Regions from separate parts of the Sus scrofa genome. Here region 2 is linked to region 1. Evidence: chromatin contacts called from public promoter capture Hi-C data. All regions are on one chromosome and are shown on one strand. Each heading gives the region's core, a stretch centred on a gene start, on an enhancer-like site or on the middle of the called end of the contact. The rest is flanking DNA. Distances are from core to core; before and after follow the strand shown.

Region 1 (6,008 bases), core at 1,470-3,969:
AGCCTACTGCGGAGAGGGTGAAACCTGACCTTCAGATCCCGTGTTGCTATGCTATGGCTGTGACATAGGCGGGCAGTTGTAGCTCTGATTTGACCCCTAGCCTGGGAACTTCCAAATGCTGCGGGTGTGGCCCTAAAAAGCAAAATACATACATAAAAATTAAAAATCGTCGCAATTCTCCCTTAAAATAAAAAATTTAAAAAGTGAAAAAAATTTAAAATCTACAATAAGACTCATTGAATTAAAAAAAAATGTGAACTGGAAACTGGCACTTGTCATCACTTGCATCAGCCTCTACATGGACTGAATAATGAGTCACTGCAGCTGCCGACCCACAGCAACTCCTGAGCAGAGCTCAGGGTGGAGATCAGGAGTGAGGCACTCTGTGCGCCAGGAAAACTGGCAGAACAGGTCTTCAGACAGATATTTTTAGGAGAAGATTTTTTTTTTTAATTTTTTGTCTTTTGTCCTTTTAGGGCCACACCTGCAGCATATGGAGGTGCCCAGGGTCTAATCTGAGCTGTAGCTGCCGGCCTTCACCACAGCCACAGCAACGGCAGATCCGAGCCACGTCTGAGACCTACCCCACAGCTCACGGCAATGCCAGATCCTTAACCCACTGAGCAAGAACAGGAATCGAACCCACAACCTCATGGTTCCTAGTCGGATTCATTAACCACTGAGCCACAACAGGAACTCCCAGTTTGTGTATTTTTTTAAGTCCACAAAAAGAAGCTGACATAGTGTCTATGAGGATGCAGGTTCGACCACTGGCTTCGCTCAGTGGGTTAATGATCCAGCGTTGCCGAGAGCTACAGCACAGGTCGAAGCTGTGGTATTGCTGTGGATGTGGTGTAGGCCAGTAGATATAGCTCCAATTTGACCCCTTGCCTGGGAACTTTCATATGCCCTAGGTGCAGCCATAAAAAGGAAAAAAAAAAAATTAAGGATCTTGAGATGAGACCATCCTGGGTTTAAGATGGGCCCTAAATCCAATAGCAGCCATGCTATCGAAAGAAAAGAAAGGGAGGCAGATTTGATTCAGACACCAGAGAGAAGTCCATGCAAAGGCAGAGGTAGCCATTGCAGCGATGCAGCCCCAAGCCATGGTTCCCCTGGAGCCACCAGAAGCTGGGACATAGGAGAAAGGATCTTCCCCAAGAGACTCAGGGGCAGCTCGGCTCTGCTCACACCTTGATCTTGGATTTCTCTCCTCAAGAAACATGAGGGAACACATTTCTGTTATTTTTAAGCCACTAAGTCTCTGAGGGCTTACACCCAGGAGGATACAGCTCAGATAGCTCTGAAGGACTGTTCCCAACAGGTAAAGTGGGGAGCTGGGATAGATAGGAGGTTTTGCTGAAACAAAGAAGGTAGTTCTGAAACTGAGCACTACCGGCCTGAATCTAGCCAGATTGGGACTTGAACCCACGTGCTGGGACTCGAACCCAGCCTAAAGCAAGATTGGGACTTAAACCTATGGTTTTAAATTAGAATCACTCACCTGGTGTCTGGACCCACTGAGGTTCAGGTTCTTCGTGCCTCCGAGCAGAAGGAATTCAGCGAAAGACAGTGATAGGCAAGAAATAGATTTAAGATAGGACTCTTTTGAGAGATGCAAGCGGGCAGGCAAGAAGGCTCTGCACCTCCACCCGCACCCCCCAACTTGGTGGGCTACAGTTTTATCATCCAAGGGGAGTTGGGGGTGGGAAAAGACCACCTCGTCCTCTTTCTCAGAGCTATAGCTCCTCCTTAGAATCTGGTAAGGTGTAGGCGGTCCTCAAATTCCTGCACTGGGTCAGAATCTGAATGCAGGCCTCAACCCATCCCCCACCCAATGACCTGAAGCAATTCTCGTACTTGCGCTAGTCAAGCAAGCCTGCCTTGTTCTGATGGATTTCTTGAGCAATTATTAACTTACAGTGATCTCTCAAAGTCCCCCAGGTTTCCCTCTCTATCTATGATCCTTTATTGGGACTTCTACAACTACCTGTGCCTACTCCATCCCATCAGTTCAACATCAAAAGATTACTGCTACTCAAAAAATAGACTCTCAAGTTGATTTCAGCGCTTTTCCATGTACAGGAAGATGCAAGAGTCTGGGCTCATTGGAATCATTGCTTGGATATGTGCTTTCTCTAGGGTCAATATCCCATCTTTTTCCATCCTGAATTCCCCTCAGGGTGTACCTGAGGGGGAAGCTGATGGCTTTAAAGACCATTATTCTTTGTTTACTGAAACAGCAAGTGCTCTTTGAGCCTATCACTTAATACCACTTAATATTTAATAGCTATATGACTTTGAGCAAGCCGCCTTACTTGCCTGGCTCCCAGTTTCCTCGCCTGCAAAATGGGATGTTTATTTCCTTGCAGCACATGCTAAAACTTATAGGTGATGTTCAGTAACTGATTCCTGGTGCCTAGCAGCCTTTCTGAGCCCCATCTCTGAAAGAGCAAGATTCCCCAATTCTGCCTCCATTCGCATGGCCGTTTTAGGACTCAACAATAAAATAAAATAAAGTTGAAGGCTGAAATGATTTTCCGTCTAACCAAACGATTTCCAGTCTGATTCTGCCGGCGTTGGGAATAAGCGTCCTCCTCGCGACTTCGCCACGGATTTGGTCTCCCCTGCACCTGCGCAGAATGCAAACGCTCAGGCCCGCCCCTTGGAGGGTGTGACTTCCTTGGGTACACTCTTTGGCCACGCCTACTTCCGGGGAAGTAGGGGACGGCCGCGCCTGGAGCACGTGATTTTGTTCCGGCTAGCCAAAGATGGCGGCGCCCACAGTTGTAGCGTGAGAGTTGTTGTGGGAGTCGGTATCCATTCGCGCTGGAATCAAAATACTGGGAGAGCGTGCGCCATGTCCCGACTAATCGTGAAGAACCTCCCGAATGGGGTGAGTACAGAGCTTGGACTTGGGAATCTGAAATTGGGACCAGCGAGGAGCTGGGGGTTGGGAGGGAGGTAGTTGGGGGAGAATTAGGGGATTACGCTCTGAGGCAGGATTCCGGGATGATTCAGAACCCAAAAGGGTCAGGATTCTTGGCAGATCCCCATTTGACAGACGGGAGAGAGGGATAGCGTCTGCTTAAAATTTCACAACTAGCACGTTGTTTCCTGACCCCAGTCGGACACCTCCTTCCCCGGGAGATGCCAATCCCTACGTTGTGTCAAATGCCGTGCTCCCACAACCCTCTTTTTGCATCACTTTTTTTTGTTGACTCGTGACTGGGTCAGACACTATCTTTTTTCCTCTTCCCCTGCGAACAGTTTCGGGGAGGAAAATGGGGAGCAATAGGCTGACGACCTGCGTTCCAGTTCCCACTCCCGCCTTTAGGACAGGTAGGGAGAGTTTAAGAAAACTGGGTGTGAAGAGCTTGCGACTACTTGTCCAGTAAGTGAGGAGGGGTGACCCAGCCATACTTATCTCTGTTTCCTTAGAGTCAAGCACAGAACTGAGCACATGGTAGGCATGCAGTAAAAACATGCTGAATAAATGAATGAAAAACTAGATGAATGTGTGGCGGTAGATGATTAGATGCAGTGTACCTGAGTGGATCATCCGTTTCTATTTCACTAGAACTTGAAGGGAGAGCCCCTACACTCACCCACTGGTGTTGCCAGTAAGGTCATTCCCATAATGAAACTCCTATTTGGTTGGCTTGAGAGATCTTCTGTACTCCTTAGAGTAAGAACATAAAGCCATTTTTGTTTAATTGTTGTGTTTTTTAACTCTACCTTTTTTCCACCTCTGGTGGAAACTGTCAAGGGATTTTTTAAGTTCAGTGGTGTAAAACAAGAAACAATGTCTTTTTTTCCATCCCATCCTCCATCTCCCTCCAGGAATAACCATCTTTATGGCTTGTTTTTAGTACTCCTCATAGGCATCACTCAGTGTCCAAAGAGTGACCTCTTAACCTTGATTTCTTGGCTTATTTATCCCAATGACTGTCTGCTGACCCCCACTATGAAAGATAAGAAACCTACATCATCTGTGCCTTCCTTCCAGTCTATGTTATTTGTTTCTCATTCTTCCATCATTTACCCTAAATAGTATACTTTAAAAATATCTATCATCGATCCCTCCTTTGGCCTCAGACAGTGTCTCTTGGTGCCTTCCTCCTCTGATGGAGGAGGATTTTAGCATGGCTACTCATTCTCCTCCCCCCAACTAGCATCTCATTGTGTTTCTCAGTGTGGCTTTGTCTCTCAACATTGCTCGTGTGATGAGTGAATGAATAAAAACCATAGTAGTAGCACCTGATGCTTTGAGAACTTACTGTGCGCCAGACACTATTAGGTAAAGTAATTTATTTAAACTTTACCATAAACCAATGAGAAAGATTCCATTACTATGATGCCCACTTTAAAGGTGAAGAAACCGGGGTACAGCAAGGTAAAGTGATTTGTCTGAGGTCACACATAGAGCAGGGATTGAACTGAGCAGGCTGGTTCTAGAATTTGCAGTCTTTACCACTACACCATCGTGTCTGTCTTAGCATGACTGTATGCATTTGTCTTTACTCTGTCCCATCAGATAAATATTTGGCAGTGAGTCCTCTGTACATTGCTGACATTGTAAACAGAGGTGGATAGAGCTTGGTCCCCATTTTTATGGCCCTTGGAGTCTAATGGACCAGGCACACCAGATCATTCTGGCATAGGTACAGGGATTGAAGTGCAAACTGGTGCTGTGTAAGCACAGAGGGGTTGGTTACCTGACCCACCTGGGGAATCTAAGAACGACTTCCTGGGGGAGGAGTTAACCAGGGCCTGTCTGGGGAAATTTCACCCAGAGGAGACAACAGTAGTAAAACCTCAGAGATGAGAAGCAGAGAAGGCTGCAAGGAATTCATCAAGAGGCACAAGAGGTGGGTCAGGACCAGATCGTGAAGAACAGCCTGTTTTTCCTTAGATGTTTATTCTTGAGCCTTTGGTGTTAAAAGTCCCCAAAGGTTTTTGTCGGAGGAATGATGGGTCAGACTTGAATGTGGTCTCTGCCAGGTGATGGGAAGATGAATTCATTGCCTTTTATGTATCTGAGTTGAGCCACAGACCTTGGACAGATCATTTACCCTCTCTGAGCTTCTTTTTATCCTGAATAAAAGGCAGGTAAAAATTCCGAAGTCATAGTGGTCATGAGATTTTAATGAGATCAAAGTTATTTAAAGAACCTGCCTCAGAAAATGTCTCTTACTTTTTTCCTGGGCTACCAAGACCTCTAGCTTCTTTGATTTCAGGTCTTGTTTCATCTGTTTGTGGGGCTGTGAGTGTCCCCTCCCCTCCACGCCGCCACCCCCCCCCCCCCACACACACACCCTTCTGAATCTGCTTAGAAAACTTGGCTGAGTTGTGAGGGTGGCTGGCTGGAGTGAGGGTGGTGGGAAGCCAGTAGCCAGTTTGACTAGTGTGGGGCTCCTTGACCAAATAATAACATTACTGTATTAGTTATCTATCCCTACTGCAACACATTACCACAAGCTTGGTGACTTAATATCAGTTTATGCCACAGTTTGGGAGGTCAGAAATCTTCAAATCATTATGGCAACAGGGCTGTGTTCCTTTGGAGTCTCTAGGGGAGAATCTGTTTCCTTGCCCTTTTCAGCTTCTAGAGGATGCCTGTACTCCTTGGCTGCTACCCACATCCTAAATCTTCCAGTCTCTTTCTGCTTCCATCATCTCATCGCCTTTTCCAATTCTGACCCCTCCTGCCTCCCTCCTCTAAGGACCCTTGTGATTACCTTGGATCCATCCAGATAATCCCAGGATAATTCCTTTTGCTATGTGAGGTCACACCTTCACAGGTGTCTCAGAGATTAGGACGTGAACATCTTTGTTCCATTAGTCTGTCTCCACAGTTAGCAGACACTTGAGTGCTTTACTGTGTTCCTTAATTCACATGTTTATTCCAACAAGCATTTATTAGGTGTTTGCTGTGTAGCGGCCACAGTGCTGGGCTCCTTGTGTAAAAGTCTCCTTAGCTTCCCTGCAGCCCATAGGGTAGGAAG
Region 2 (6,111 bases), core at 2,586-5,085, 460 kb after region 1:
TGGCTGGCAACTCTGAGAAACTCTACCCTACTTCCTGGCCAAAATGAAACAACAACAACACATACAAACAAACAAAAACATCACTGAGGGGGAGTTCCTGTCGTGGCTTGGAGGAAACAAATCTGACTAGTATCCATGAAGGTGCAGATTCAATCCCTGCCCTCGCTCAGTGGGTTAAGGATCCTGTGTTGCCTTGAACTGTGGTGTAGGTTGCAGACAGGGCTCAGATCATCTGTTGCTGTGGCTGTGGCGTAGGCCGGCAGCTACACCTCTGATTTGACCCGCTGGCCTGGGAACTTCCATATACCAGGGGTGCGGCTCAAAAAAAAAAAAAAAAACAAAAATCACTGAGAAGAGTGTTTCTAAAGCAAAATGCCTCCATTAGACTGTTCTTGATTTAGAGATCATGTCCTTCTGGCTTGTTTGGTTTTAAAATAGCTGATCATCTATTAGATAAAATGGGCAGAGATCGATAAATATTGTTCTGGTTTGTTTTTAATGCACTTGCTTGACAAAAATAAAAAGTCAGCTGCACTGAATCTTGTTTGTCCAGTCTTCTTCTTTTTTTTTTTTTTTTTTTTTTTCTGGTCAGTCTAGGGGCCACACTGGGATTTTATGTCAGGGGCAGCTATTCCTCTGAGGTGACTTCAGGGTCTAATGAAAAGGCGAACCATTCTTGTGAGATGAGCAGGGGGTCACAAACCTCCCTTTGTCCCCATTGCCCCTTCAGTGTACAGTGAACCCTGGACACCCTCTATCATGTGGGCTGTACCACCTTATCTGTGGCTATCACTCCTTTCCCATACGTGATGGTACAAGTTTATTTTCTGTGACTTTTCAAAGAAACAGCTGGGTGGTATTAATCCATTTTACTGTGCTGGGTTTCTGCTTGTTGGGTGCTAGACTGGGGTTGTTTCCCAGCTTCCTAATAGGTTAATTCCCTCTTATTGGTATTTATTTCCTCTCCCCTCTGGAAGGCAATTTAGGTCACATAGCTGGTTGTAGGGCAGGGGGATCAGGTCAGAGAAGGAGGAGAAGGTAAGGTTGGAGGATTCGGCATCCCCAGGACCACAGTCAGAGCCAGGCCAGCAGAGGCACTGCTCTGGGGGCATCTCTGATTCCCAAGCGTCAAACCCTTCATGTTTCAGGCTACACGGGGAGCGTCAGTCCAGAGTCAAATACAACACAAATGAAAGAAGAGAGATTAGGGGAAAGGGACATGGAAGTTATCCTGCCAGTCCCAGGATCTGGTGACATCCTGGGTCAGGATGATTTCCATGATTCCATGATTTCCACCCTCCAAAAAATGAGACAGTCACCTGCAGATCAGAGGTTCTGCTGCTTGGGGGCCAGAACACCCCAGATGCTGTTCTCTTTTGTTTTCCTGTTTCATTTTCTTCCATTTTCGGGCCACACATGCGGCATTTGATCCCTTCCCAGGCTAGGGGTTGAATTGGAGCTACAGCTGCCAGCCTACACCACAGCCACAGCAACACCAGATCCGAGCCGCGTCTGCAACCTACACTACAGCTCATGGCAGTGCCAGATCCTTAACCCACCAGTCGAGGCCAGAGATCGAACCTGTATCCTAGTCGGGTACTTAACGTACTGAGACACAATGGGGACTCCCCAGATGCCTCTCTTACATCTCACTTCTCAAGAGGGTATCGTTAAGGACCTCGGTTTCCCTGCTTATAAAATGGGGGTTTCCCACACAGGTTTCCCTACATCATTGACTCAAGCACTGTCCAACACTGAAGGAAAGGGGCAGGCTGGACAGAGAAGATGCCAGAACGGTGAGGTGAGAGAAAGAAGTGTGGAAGAGACCAGGGTTCACATCTCAGGCCTGTTTCCCCAACTGCGAAATGGAGGCAGAGGACACCCGCTCCTTTCTTTCATTCCCTCCACCTTTTAATAAATAAACGGAGGTGTTTCCTGTGATTCCCCTGAATTTCCCATTGAGCCCCACCTTCCAGAGAGGAAACAGGCTCAGAGAGGTGAAGTGATTTGCCCAGGGTCACACAGCACCAGATTGGGGCCTGGAAGAACTTTCCACCCAGCACAATCAAGGGAGCCTTCCCCCCACTTCTCAGTTTTCCATAATTGAGATCAATGCAGCCCACTCAGGGCCTGCTGGGGCCAAAGCCCCTTCCCCATGCTGGGCCTTCCTGCTGTGCCTCCTTCCCTGACTGGCATCCAGGCAGAGACGGTCATGGCTCTCCTAAACGGGGCCAAAACCATAAATGAGTCAGCAGAAACTGGGTCATCAGATTCCAGAGTCACATCGCCACAGAGTTTTAGTTCACTCCATAGACATCAGCCCACTTTGTGGCTTCCTCTCCCTGGGAGCCCTCCCAGATTAGCCCCACCTAGCTCCTGTGTCTGCAGCAAATCCTTTCCCCACAATCTCTGGTCTATACATCTCCCTAATACCCTCCCAAGTACCACAAAGCACCAGAATGGAGTGTCCTCAGTGTCTTGTGTCTCCCCAACACCTGCCGGAATTAATGAAGATGGCAAAATGGATGAGGGAAGCAGCAGGAGGAGCTATGCCTGCTGGAGGAGGCAGTATGTTCTAAGCACTGAGATGAGCCTAAGATGGAGGGGTGGGGGAGCACAGGGCTCCCTAAGATCCCCAACACAACCTGGATCCAGGACCTGGGTCTTACTGACAAGGCTCTAAGATTTTTCCCCACTCCCACGATTTTCCCCCCTGGCACCGTTTCCCCCACTGAATGGGGACCCCTGTCAGGTCTGTGTACCCATGGCCAAGCACACCAGGTGAGTGAATGGGCACAAGCCCTGGTACAAGACCTGAGAGGGCACCACCCAAGCTCCCAGCCAGAGCACATCCTCAGCATCCAAGCCATAGACAGGCAAATGAAAGCCCAGGCAAACAGAGGAGTTCGGTAAGAATCATACATCAGAATGACAGCCTGGACCCCAGTGATTAGGATAGTGATCGTGACTGCCAAGGATGGAGTACTTGGCTCCATACGAAGTATCTGTCTGGCCAGACGATTTTCCCCTGGACCAAGGCTCTGTGAATTTAGGGGCCCTCTGTTTTTAGACTGGCCTGGAATCCAAGTTCAGTCCTCTTGCTCTGATTCTGCAAAGGAGGCAGGGTGGCTGGCACCTATGGGGTAAGCTACAACCAAGGAAGTGTGAGTTTCTCCTGGAGAGCTATTACCACCTTTCTGGTCTGTGGGGGTGAGACAGGGGTTGAGAGTGCTGGCCTCGGTGGGGATAGAAGTTACTGTATCACTAAGGAAACAGATATTGTCATTCCTGGCTGATGGCAAAGGACGGGTCCTCAGGAGTTGAGGGATGCTGCAACAGCCTCACCCAAGCACGGTGCTGCAGCCTCAGAGGCGGGAAACTGACCCCCGGGGAGACCAGGTTGGGACACTGTCACCTGCAAGAGGCCCAGAGCCCACACAACTCCCTCCCCACGCTGGGCCGCGCGAGGTCGGGCCAACCCTTACCCGTTCTCGTGGATGGCGTTGGTAAGGTTGGCCCAGGCCACGGCGTCAGGGTGGCGGCCATCCACCAGGCGCAGCTGGCCCGTCTCAGTGTCCAGGAGCACCGAGCGGCTGCGGGAGGCGGGTGGGACCGATCTGCCGCTTCCCCGGTAGCCCTTTGGGGTCGGGATCGCGCTGGTCAGGCCGCTCAGGAACAGCCCGACCAGTAGGGCCAGCACCAGGGCCAGCGCCAGCGCCCGCGTCAGCGCCCGGGCCAGGCGGCCGCCCGGGGAGCCGTACATCGGTGCCACCATGACAGCGCGGAGCTGGGCGCCACAGCCTGACTCACGTGACTGCCCTCCGCTGCGGAGGGCGGGCGGCTGGGCGGGGCGTGTTTTGGGAAGAGCCTTTCCGGGGGGCGGGGCCCGGGCGGGACTTAAGGGGCGGGGCATCTTAAAGGGGCCGGGTGCCCTGGCCCACCTGCTCAAACTTTGGCGGTAGCACGCTTCATTCCAACACTTTTTTCAAATTTTTGAACTTCAAGAAAAGTTGCAAGAATAGTAAATACCCATCTTCCTGCCATCAATTGCCAGTAGTCTAGTAAATATTCATATGCCTACCATCAATTGCTAATATGTTGTCACATTTTATTTTCTCTTTGTATATACATACATATATAAAATTTTGCTCAACTATTTGAGAGTTAATTGTAGACACTGTGATGTATCAATCCTAAATACTGCAGATGATCTCATAAAAGAAAAGATATTATCCTTCATAACCACAATACCATTATAATGCTCAGGAAATTTGCCATTTACTTGCCTAAAACAGGATCTTTATTCAAATTTTTCCAAAAGTCCCCCAAATGCTTCTGTTTTTCTCTTCTTTTGAACAGGATCCGTTCATCACACAACACACAAGAATAAATTCCTAAATAATGTGCGTCTAAATGTAAAAAGTGAAACAGTAATTACTAGAGGTGTATTAAAAAATGGGTGAATTCCTCCCTAGCTTGTGTGTGGAAAAAGGGCCTCTATATGACTCAAAATTCAGAGGTAAGGAAAGATTAGTACATTTGACTACATAAAATTTTCTTTAACTCTTGCATGTTGTAAACACCATAAGCCAAGTCAAAAAACCTACTGACAACCTGGGAGAAAATATTTATAACATGTATGGTGAATAAAGAAGTAGTCTTACTAATATATGAATAACTTTAAATTTGAGGAAAAAATGTGAAAACCAATACAAAAATGGAAGAAAATATATGAACTGACAATTCATGAAAAAAAGATATTAAAATGATCTTTAAACATGGAAAATGCTCACTTCATTCACCATAAGAGAAATGCAAATTATAGCTATATTGAAGATAAAGTATCACAGAAATATAGACCGAAAACAATGAGTTCATGGAAAAACTGGTGTGATCTAAAAAAGGTCTATAATTTAGCTTAAAGTATTAATTTCCTGATTTTGATAATTGTACTCTGGTTACATATGGTTTTATCACTGAGAGAAACTAGGTAAGGCTGCACGGAAATTGTACTGTTTCTCAAAAAAAAGTTGAAAGAAAACTACACTGAAATATCATTTCTCGCCTACCAAATTAGAAAAAATAAAAAGCTGGGCAATTTTTTGTTTGTTTGTTTGGCTCCAACTGCAGCATGTGGAAGTTCCTGAACCAGGGATTAAGTCCTTGTCACAATGGTGACCTGAGCCGCTACAGTGTCAATGCCAGATCCTTAACCCACTGAGCCACTAGGAAACTCCTGAACAACATATTTTTTGATGAGCCTGGAGAAACGGGAACACATACATGGCTGCTAGGCATGCAAAACTTAGAGAAAATGGGCAATATCTTTAAAAAAATCACATGCATTTCCCTTCTGACCCAGCAATCCCACTTCTAAACATTTATGCAGAAAAAATATCTATGCATAAGTTTATTCACTGCAGCATTTTGGGGGGGCTGTGCCCAGCTTGCAGCAACACTGGATCCTTAACCCACTAAGCAAAACCAGGGATCAAACCTGCCTCCTCACTGTGGCATCCTCAGCCACAGCGGGAACTCCTTGTACTTTTTTTCAAGGGCTCCTGGGAAACGGTGCTAGACTAAATACTGTACCCCATCCCACTTCATTCTTCACTCTGCAAAGGTCAAGCTGGGCTCAGCTCTGAGCATCCTGATCATTTCCGTGTCCCCAGTGCCTGGCATGGAGTGCCTCCTTCAGATCATCTCCTTTGATTCTTGCCCACAGAGTTTCATCTCCCTCTGACACAGGGGAAAGTTGAGCTCCTCTCTCGCCTGAGGTCACTGCCCAGGTCTTGGGTCTTGGCCAAGATTCATCCCCAAGTTCACACCCCAGGAGCCCCTGGGAGGAGATTCTGCACTATGCCAGAGAGTCTCACTCTCTTCCACCTGCCTTTGCAGGGCTCCTGCAGCAACTAGAGGCTCCAAGTCCTTCTTCCCCCTCCCTGATCTGTGTCCTCCAAGTCTCCTGCAGTAAACAGTCCAGACAGGCCCAACGCCAAGACAGAAACTCCATTAGCAAAGCTTATTCTCCGGGCACTGCCCAGCCTGCTATTTCAGAATGACACGGAGTCAAAAATGTCCCCATGAATGGGCAGTGCATGCCTCACTGCT

The links. Promoter capture Hi-C pulls out the DNA fragments that hold promoters and counts their contacts.
Region 2: a promoter capture Hi-C map of liver shows a contact between it and region 1, with 2.1 times the contacts expected there. The contact joins the promoter of PLBD2 here to the promoter of RBM19 in region 1. A contact is called at or near these places in 1 of 5 promoter capture datasets (liver) and 1 of 2 datasets of contacts at active chromatin or transcription factors (alveolar macrophages).

The regions. Positions count from the first base shown.
Region 1 is chr14:38,079,323-38,085,330 of Sscrofa11.1, forward strand. RBM19 (probable RNA-binding protein 19) reads left to right here and starts at 2,720. Exons shown (of 25, transcript XM_005670677.3): 1 at 2,720-2,896. The coding sequence starts at 2,861.
Region 2 is chr14:38,539,746-38,545,856 of Sscrofa11.1, forward strand. PLBD2 (putative phospholipase B-like 2) reads right to left here and starts at 3,836. Exons shown (of 12, transcript XM_013982918.2): 1 at 3,486-3,836. The coding sequence starts at 3,775.